Linked DNA regions of Sus scrofa: region 2 is linked to region 1. A link is a contact called in public promoter capture Hi-C data. All regions are on one chromosome and are shown on one strand. Each heading gives the region's core, a stretch centred on a gene start, on an enhancer-like site or on the middle of the called end of the contact. The rest is flanking DNA. Distances are from core to core; before and after follow the strand shown.

Region 1 (4,937 bases), core at 1,167-3,666:
GAAGTTCAAGGGTTCAAACCCAGATTTCCTGACTCTTGATTGTTAATCTCTGTTGCTTCCAACCTTATGAGGCCTCATACTTTATGCTTCCGGTACCTTAGATTCGTACAGAGATCTTGATTATCAAAACCCTTTTACAACTGTTACCTTCACAGTTTTATTCATTGTATGGGATAAATCCCTATATAAGATAAAATTTTAAACTTTAGGTTTATAATCTTTCCCAATTAAGAGCTGGTCATAGACTGAGCTCACCTTCGATGAATAGAGAAAAGGTAAGCCTGTGGCATCAAAAAAACACCCAGCTTCTCTCCAAAAACCAAGCCCAGGTACACTCCTTGAAATTTTTTCCTTTGTCACTAGGTTAATATTTATCAAGGGCTGACCATCAAGTAGTACTGGGGATGCAATATTAAGTTCATGGAGTTAACTATCTAGTGGGGAGGCAGCATTGAACAAGCATATAAATAAGTGTACAATTATAAAATTTATATATGCTGTGAAAGAAAATGCAATCTGCACTGAGATCGGGTCCTAAAGAGACCTAATATAGAAGGTGGATTTGAGTAACTTTTTAAACTGAGATGTGGGGGTTATATGCAGTAGGGGAAGAGCTAGAGATCGATCATTCGGGCAGATGGAACAACATGTGTGAAGAATGGAAGCAGCAATGAGTTGGTGTGTTTAAGAAACAAAGACATCTAGGGTTGATGGAGCACAGTATGTGCAAGGCAGGGGAGTGGCATAGAATAATACCAGAATTATTGAGGGCTGAAGACTCTGCTAAGAATTTGGGGCTTTATATCAAGTTCAATGAGAAGACACTGAAGAGTTTTAGGCAGGAAAATGACATCCAATCTGAGATTCAAAAAAAGATTGCTTTGGCTTCTTTGTCAAGAAAGGGTTGGAAGTGAGAAAGTGTAGAAGCAGGGAAATTAAAGAGGCTGTTGCACAAGACCAAGAAAGAAGTGGTGGTGAACTGTAATGTGACTCATGAGATAGATAAAGCATACCAAACTATGGTGTGTATCACAAACCAAGTTCAAATGGTTACCAGCTCATTCAGACCCATGTACTCCGGGAAAAGACAGCAGACCTATCAGTAACTGCACAGACTCATAACTGCTTTCCCAAGATAAGTGTCTCCTGCCTGGTTCACAAATTCTGACCAAGAATTTGCTTTCTTCCTTTTGCCTGAAAGCCTCCCTTTGATAACTCTAGCCCTAAAATGTGTAAGTACCTTTCCCAGTTCCCCCTTTTAAGATACTCTGAACCCTGTCAAGGCAGTGCTTGCCCAGCTTTCCATGGCCTGCAGGTTTCCCTCTAGTCTATATATATGGTAGTTTTGACAGTAATGTGAACTACGTGGTACCAGGTAAAACAAAGATATGGATGGAGTCAGTGTGTATCTTAGACATAGACTCCACAGGTCTAAAATTGTATATAAGGGTAAAAGATACAAAGTGATAAAGATTAGTCCAAAATTTATGTTATTTCAACTCCAAGGAGATAAATTATGAGGAAATGCTATAATGTTTAAAGGCAGAAGATTTGGATCTAGTGAGACAGAAATTGACTCCTCACTCTGTGACCCAGTTGGTGTAAATTGGGGAAGGCAACTTGCCTAGTGCAAGACTTAATTCCCACATATGTGAAATGGGGGAACACAAATAGAATCCTTGTCCTAAATTTATTATGAGGACTAAATGAGAAAACTATTATAAAGCACTTGGTACAGTTCTTGGTATATATACAATAATGAATGTCACCTACTATACTGGAGATTGTTCCAAGAAACAATCAGTTCCTTGTGCTAAACGTCAGCTCTAAGAAATTACATAGGGCTGCCTAAGGTGCTTTGCGCTTTATGCTCTACTGTCCCCACTACATGCTGGGCCAGGGACTCTGGAGTCTAAACAGCCCCCATGCACTTTTCTGGGTTTATAAATATGGGCAAGAGGCTCAGGTTCACTACCACAGATATGCTTTCTGCATTCAGTGACCTTAACCTCCTTGCCACTTTGGCCCCCACTCCCACAGCAACACCCTGGACTTCGTCATCACCAGGAATTACACCACTCATATAAACACAAGCAATCCTGCTTTGGACCTTAATCTCTTATCTTTCCAGAACACCGACACCTCCTGTATTCATTTGTTAGGGCTACGATAACAAAGTACCATTAACTGGGTGGCTTAACAGAAATGTATTTTTTCACACTTCTGGGGGCTGCAGTACTAGATGAAGGTATTGGCAAGTTTGATTTCTTCTGAGGCCTCTCACTGTTGGATCAGTCAGGGTTCTCCAGAGAAACAGAACCAATGAGAAATTTGTAGATCTTTCAACATGAGGTTTACTGTAGGAATTGATTCACATGATTATAAAAGCCAAGAAGTTCCACTATCTGCTGTCTGCAAGCTGGAGGACCAGGACAGGTGCTGGGATAATTCTGCTGAGTCCAAAGTACTTCAATGTTGGAGGGAGGATTGAAGGTCCCAGCTCAAAAAGACAGAAAGTGACTTCACTCTTCCTCCAAATTTTTGTTCTATTCAGGCCCTCAATGGATTGAATGATGCCTACCAGCATTAGTGACCACAGATGTTTTTTACTCAACTCTACTGATTTAACACAAATCTCTTCTAAAAACACTCTTACAGATATACCCAGGAATCATGTTTTACCAGCATTACTTAATCCAGGCAAGTTGACACCTAAAGTTAACCATTTTCTGTTTTCTCTCTGTGTCTTCACATGATCTTTTTTACTACTTATTTCTGTACCTTGTCTCCTCTTCTTATAAGGACATCAGTCATATTGGATTAGGGCCTATCCCAATGACTCCATTTAACTTTAATTACTTCTTTAAAGATCCTGCATCCAAATATAATCACAGTCTGAGGACTGGGAGTTAGGACTTCAACAAAGGAATGGGAGATGGCAAAATTCAGCCCATAATTTTACCCCTACTACCCCTGGTATTCTACTTTAATAGGACAGTAAGGTTGTTAAGCCCATCCTCTCACATCTTCATTTTCTTCTCTGTGTGGCCTAGGACTCTTATCTGTTACTTTAGCCACCCTCCTAACAAAAGCCAGAATTCTATCACCCTTCTTCCACTGAAACACAAACCACTGATCAGTTCATCTGATGGTCATCCCTCCTCTGCTTCTAAACTAACATTGTTCCTAAATAAAAATCACACAAATGCACACAGAATGGTGCTACTGCACATGAACAAGTTATATTCTGTTAGAAATTCATGTTCCTCCACCTCAATTAGACCCTGGTGCCCCAGGCAAGCCTTACAGCTATTTCCTACATTTTAAAATCTCCTGAGATCTGCTCTTCTATCCATTGCCTGATCATTCTCCATAGAGGACTTCACTGCCTGAATTAAAATAAAAATAGAAACCATCATCCAGGAAGCCACTCAAATCCATGTTTCTGACCCATGAATATTTGTTTCTATTCCCTTTCTTAACTTTCTATTCGGTATTTGATTCCAAAACTCATGTATTCTATTTCTATTGAAAGAAGGCAGTATCAATGGTGACAGGAGAGAGGGAAAAAGGAGTTAGCAAGATTATTTCTAATCTGCAGTCAAGCATAAAAGCAAAACAAAATATTGTGTTCATCAAGCTCTATTAAAATAGGCATGTTTCTTCTTTCTTGAGAGGATATCAGAAGGTCTTATAAAAGTTACAAGTCAAATTTGAAAACCCAAACTCAGGAAGTTGAACAATGCTTGTATATGCACACAATACACACTTGAAATAAATATCTACAGGACAGCTGCCCTGGAACTATATTTAGCTCCAATGTTTAAGCCTATTAGACCACATACCAATTGTGTGAGATTTGGACAAAGATTCCAGGTGACCCTGACCCATCCCTCTCATCCTCTCCTTCCTTTTCAGCTATTTCCCCACTCCTTGCTTTTTCTTAAATTTATTTAACCATTGTTCCATTCTTAAATATAATATCTCCTTGCACTCAATTTTCTCAGAGGTGATAACATGAATCACTTCTTATCTCCAGTATAGCCATTGGCTTAAAGACATAAACATGAAATAATTTAACTCAGTTATTATGTTAGAAATGAAAAAAAAATCAGAAAAGAAGCTTAGCTGCAAACTTGAAGGAGTTTTTAGATTACATATGTGATATTTTATCAATCACATACATTTTGGTAGTGCAAAAATTTATCTTCTCAACTGAGAAAAAGTATCCCTTAGTAAAGAGTCACCATGAATTATTGCAGATCTATGTATCACTAACATGAAAAATCTGGCACTGTTTTCTAAAGTCAATCTCAATATCTCTCACATATTAATTTTTTTAATTGACTTTGCTTTTTATTCCAAAAGTTATTCCCATATATTCATTTCACTTCAATATGTACAGATTCTGTGTTTATATTTAAGGCAACATCCTTGTAAGGAAAGCTTTTAAAAACCCAGAAGTAGTGTCTAGATGACCTTTCTACACCTAGTCATGGAGAGATCTCAAAACTCCTTACACAGATTGCTGAAGTTAACACCACTGCACCATGCCTAGTGCCTTTTTCCATGTTCAAAGCCTTTGTGTGCAATAGCTCATTTTACTCTTATACCAACACCATGAGATACATTGTAATGAACAAGGAGTCTGAAGTCTAGAGAATCTAAATGACTTGTGCACAATAATGTAGATAGCTAGTGAGGAGAGTTAAATCTTTTAACTCCAATATCCAAGGTTCACTCTACTAAATTAATGTCTCCAATTTAACTTTAATAAATTATTATTTTTAATTATGGTAATGTCTTTACCTCTCAGATTGTTAACTGATAAAGAGGCATAGTCTTATATTCTCAATACCCAATAGAATATCTAGATAAAGTTCATCACTTTTCCTTGAAAGATAGGTAGCCAACAATTATAAGTTGGAGGAAAGTTT
Region 2 (4,937 bases), core at 1,376-3,875, 170 kb after region 1:
CCCCTAGCCTGGGAACCTCCATATGCTGTGGGAGCGGCCCTGGAAAAGGCAAAAAGAGAAGACAAAAAAATTTTTTTTTTAAATAAAAGATAGCAGGTATTGGAGAGACTATGAAGAAATTATGAGTAATATTTTAAATCAACTATACTTTAATAATAAAAAAAGGAAAAAAGGAAATTATGACACTTCTACCTTGTTAGTAGGAATATAAAATGGTGCCGCTGCTATTGAAAACAGTAGGAGTTTCCTCAAAAAATTAGAACTAGAACTAGAATATTATTCAGAAATCCCACTTCTGGGTATTTGTACAAAAGAATTGAAATCAGGATCTCAAAAAGATATCTGCACTACCAAGTTCATTGCAACATTAAAGACCATAGCCAAGAAACAATCTAAATGTCCATGGACAGAATGGATAAAGAAAATGTGATATGTTTATGTAGAGAGAGAGAAACATATAGACATATATATATATATATATATATATATATATATATATATAGACATATAGGCATATATAGATAGACACACCACACACATATATATATACACAATGGAATATTATTTGGTCTTTTTAAAAAAGAAAATTCCGCCATATGTGACAATATTGATGAACCTGGAGACATCATGCTAAATGAAATGAGCCAGTCACAGAAATGAAAATCTGTATGATTCTATTTATACGAATTATCTAAAATAGTTAAGCTCACAGAAGCAGAGAGTAGACTGGTGGTCGCCAGAGACTAGAATGACAGGGAAATGGAGAGATGTTTTTCAGTGGATATAGTTTCAGCTGTGCAAGATGAATAAATTCTGAGATCTCCTGTTCAACATAGTGCCAATAGTTAACAACACTGTATTGTGCATTTAAAAAATTTGTTAGGAATGTAGATTTCATGTCAAGTATTCTTACCAACAAAAAAACAAACAAAAAAGGGACACGAGGAAACTTTTGTAGGTGATGAATGTTTATTACCTTAAGGAGTGATGCTTTTACAGGTGTATGCATGTATTAAAGCCCATCAAATTATGTGCATTATGCAAGTTTTGTCTATCAATTATGCTTCAATAACCATTAAACAACAAAAAAGGTGGCATATAGATAAATGTTTAATGAATGACAGGGGGTGTGGGGAGATCCCAGATTTTTAGTGTTTGCCAGTTTCCATGGTGTAAACAACCCCACCATGAACAACGTTAAGCTGTTGTGTCAAGCATTACTGTGTGTAATTGCAACCTACCACTGAACTTGGAGTTGGAGGAGATGCACATTCTCACTGCACAAGCCAGCTCTAGCACACCACTCAGTAAGAATATTGGAGTTCCCGTGGTGTCTCAGTGGTTAATGAATCCGACTAGGAACCATGAGGTTGCGGGTTCGGTCCCTGCCCTTGCTCAGTGGGTTAACGATCCGGCGTGAGCTGTGGTGTAGGTTGCAGACGCAGCTCGAATCCAGCGTTGCTGTGGCTCTGGCATAGGCTGGCGGCTACAGCTCCGATTCGACCCCTAGCCTGGGAACCTCCATATGCCGCGTGAGCGGCCCAAGAAATAGCAAAAAGACAAAAATAAATAAATAAATAAATAAAAATATTTGGGGGACAACTGAAAATGACCTGTATGTTACGTAAGTTATTGAATTTATACTGATTTTCTTATATACCATAATTGAAATATGGTTGTGTGGAAGAATGCCATTCTTCTTGCAAGATAATGTGCTAAAATATCCGGATGGCAACTTGCCATCTGAAGACTACTTTTAGATGTGTGTCTACAGATGCATATGTGTGTAAACATGGGTGGAGAGAGAGAAAGAAAATGTCAGTGTGTCAAGAGGTTGCTAGTTGATGAAATGGGTGAGGAATACATTAGTGTTCATTAATAAAATAACTCTTACAACTTCTCTGTGGACTTAATATTTCTCAAAAGAAAAAATATGTTGCCAACAGCAGACTTTATATAAAAATCTGAATTTTCAGTCTCTATTGAAAGGAGCTTAAAACCTTGCAATAGTGGGCTTATGCTCTCAAATAGCACTATTTAGCTAAACCTAATACATGGGGGTGGGCAGGTGCTTTCCAGTCAGATCTGATCAGGCCCTCTTCTCCGACCCTTGTGGGCATTTGCATCTATGATTGTTCAATGAGCTGAAGATGGTCCTTTATGCTGGCTTCCAAGCACTCAGTGGAGAAAAAGATGCTGTGTACTTACTATTCTATTACTGCCAGTGCTTCTGTAATTATTCCTTTTCGTGTGCCCTGGGTTAATATCTAAAACTAGTTTCATGTTTTCTCAAACATGTTTTACCAGCTCCCTCTGCTGACCTTTTCTGAAAAGACGAAACTGCTTAAATCCCTTATAAATTCTCAATTTTGAAATCACACTTCTGGGGTGCGGGAACTCTAGACTTGGAAGAACTGCTGACATGACAAATGACTTTCTCCCATGGCCCGCTCCTATGACCACTGAAGGGACTAATAAAAGAGTCAGAATTTAGAAAGTACACTGCCCCTCTCCCTGGGGGCTGTGGTTTGGGGGTGACTTGGCGCCCTCTAACGGCTACGAGGAGAAGAGCGGCCACTTAACCTATGCTCCCCTTTAGGGCTTTGCCGGAACTGTGACGTTTCGGAGGGTGGGGGAAAAGGGTCAGAAGTCGCTTGTGGCCTTCGAATCCGAAAGCATTATTCTAACTCGTCATTTAGCCCTCCCTCGAGATCACGGAAGTATCTAGCCGTGTCCCACACAACTTTTTCTGTTTTGTTTTGCTCTGTGAGTATACTTTCTGCTATCACCAGCAGGACAGGAAAGACGAATGGGTTTTTGTTTTAAACCGAGAGCAATTTTGTGATAGTTGGCGTTCTTTTATTTTCCTTCCAGAACAAAGAGTTGGAGTTTCAATTGTTTTTCAAGACAAACACTACCTTTGGTATTGGTTTTGAGAAATAATTTGTCAGAATATCTACTCTATGCCAACAAGGTAAGTGTCCTGGATTTTTTTTTTTTTTTTAATGGGGGTATTTTTCCAGGAGCTGCTTTCACAGAGGATGAATATTCTCCTTGGAGAGTGCATTCCTTAAAAATTATTGTGATCCTCTTCTTCAGGAGCCTCCTGATTAAGGTTAAAGCAGAGAATTATGGAGAAAACCGGAAGCAAAGGAATTGTAAGGAAACAAAGTTATGTTGTAGGGTGAAAACACCCAGAAAGGAGGTGTGGGTGAGAATAACAGAACTGTGGGACTTTCTGTCATTCCAGGCTCACTTCTGATTTCACTTTATGGATGAGATGGCATTGCCAGGCATTGGGAAACACAAAATACTCCACGAGTGTTATGGCAGGACATACTGTAGCAAAGGAAGAACACTGGTAGAATGATAATAAATATGAATAGATCAAATTTCTGTCATATAAATCATAACTAGTTACATAATAGCCTAATCACCCAAGTCTCTCCATGTCTCAAAAACAATTCCTACATTTTGTCAGGCATGACAAAATGTAGGAATTTATAGTCTGTCAGGCATGGGATGGGTTTTGATGTTGTCCAAAAGTCCAATTCAGTAGCTTAGGACTCCTTTCTATTAAGGAAGCAAATATCAGCAACCTTTGACCTACAATGGAACTTATGCACACTTTATAGCACACTTTATTGTTTACAAGGGGCTTAACACATCTTACACCCCCCTGGCCCTTCAAGCCTGCAGTATTTGTTGCTGAAAGTCAAACTCAACAGTTGCCTAATAGAAATGCAGAGACGGAGTTTTGCTTGAAGGAGAAAAAGATGGCTTTATTTATTGCCAGGCAAAATCAGCCACAGCATGCTGATGCCTTAAAGACTGTGGCCCCCTTGGAAAAGATTAGGAGGTGGTTTTATCATTTGGGGAGTGGAATATAGGGCCACTCCCCAAATCAGAGTAGAGGCAAGCTTGCATTTTCTTTCAAAGCTGGTGTTTAAGTGGCCCCAGGACTGGTTCTTATGGTCCTCCTTCTTCCAGAAATGAAGAATGCTTCATCAAGTAGTTCTTCTATATGTTGGGGGTTTTAGTTCTACAGAAAGGCTCAAAGATGTTGTTATGTATATTCCTTGAGAAGGAACCAGGACCCTGCCTCAAGGCTGCACTGTTGTCTCTTGACTGCTCATCCTTGGTCTCTCAGTCCCCTCAGTTCCCTGATTAGCAGCTGCCCTTTGGAACTCAGGAAAGGTCATGGAGGCTGAAGCTTATTCCCTAAAAACAAGAAATGGAGGACACAGAAAGACTTATGTGCTAGGAGCTCCACAGGGCACTAGCTCCGTTACGTATTCTCCCGTCTTTCAATTCACATCGATTTGGAATACCATTATTCGGCATTTAGACAGTCTCTAAGTGAGTCTGTAAAGGACAGGGTGTTTTTGCCCAGGAAAAACAGCCCACTCTGTATCTGACTAGGTCTCTAGGCATAGCTAAGCAGCCCAAGAGTGTTTGCAAGCATTTGTACCCAAAGCATGATGCTATTATAGAACATACCACATGTGTGTCAGCCTCTCTCCATATGGAGGCATCTTCTTGAGGACAGTCACTGGCTCTATTTTTATTTCTATTATTTAGCATTTGTTCTTAATCATCTTTGGGGCCCCCACATTTGGCTCAGTACCTGCCCCTAGAGCAACACAGGGTGTATCTGTTGAATGGATTAATTTACTTCCAGTCTATTCACTGCAGCACATTTTCAATTTCAGTTCAATTAACAACTACTTCTTTCTTCTTATCATTGCAAAAATAGAGCACACCCAAGATCTGCCAATTCTAGACCTCCACCTAGTGCCCTGGAAATTTAATTGTTCTTATTCATGGAGGCCATTTATTTCAGATTAAAAGTTATCTTAACTTTTAATTTCTCAATCCAAAGGAAGCAGGTATGATTACCTGCTAGTTTCCAAACTTGTTGATAAATTTTTACCTGT

Evidence for each region. Promoter capture Hi-C pulls out the DNA fragments that hold promoters and counts their contacts.
Region 2: a promoter capture Hi-C map of liver shows a contact between it and region 1, with 2.8 times the contacts expected there. The contact joins the promoter of FMO4 here to the enhancer-like site in region 1. A contact is called at or near these places in 3 of 5 promoter capture datasets (fetal skeletal muscle, liver and skeletal muscle), 18 of 47 Hi-C or Micro-C datasets (alveolar macrophages, brain, embryonic fibroblasts and 11 more) and 2 of 2 datasets of contacts at active chromatin or transcription factors (alveolar macrophages and skeletal muscle).

What each region holds. Positions count from the first base shown.
Region 1 is chr9:63,734,290-63,739,226 of Sscrofa11.1, forward strand. No RefSeq gene overlaps it. Among named protein-coding and RNA genes, the nearest start is that of FMO3, 21 kb to the right of the region's middle. Within about 2 kb of position 2,417, at least 4 of the 83 cell types and tissues checked have an H3K27ac peak or open chromatin away from gene starts, as enhancers often do. A contact at or near this core is called in liver, where this site is marked.
Region 2 is chr9:63,906,221-63,911,157 of Sscrofa11.1, forward strand. FMO4 (dimethylaniline monooxygenase [N-oxide-forming] 4) reads left to right here and starts at 2,626. Exons shown (of 10, transcript XR_002335778.1): 1 at 2,626-2,766; 2 at 2,875-2,974.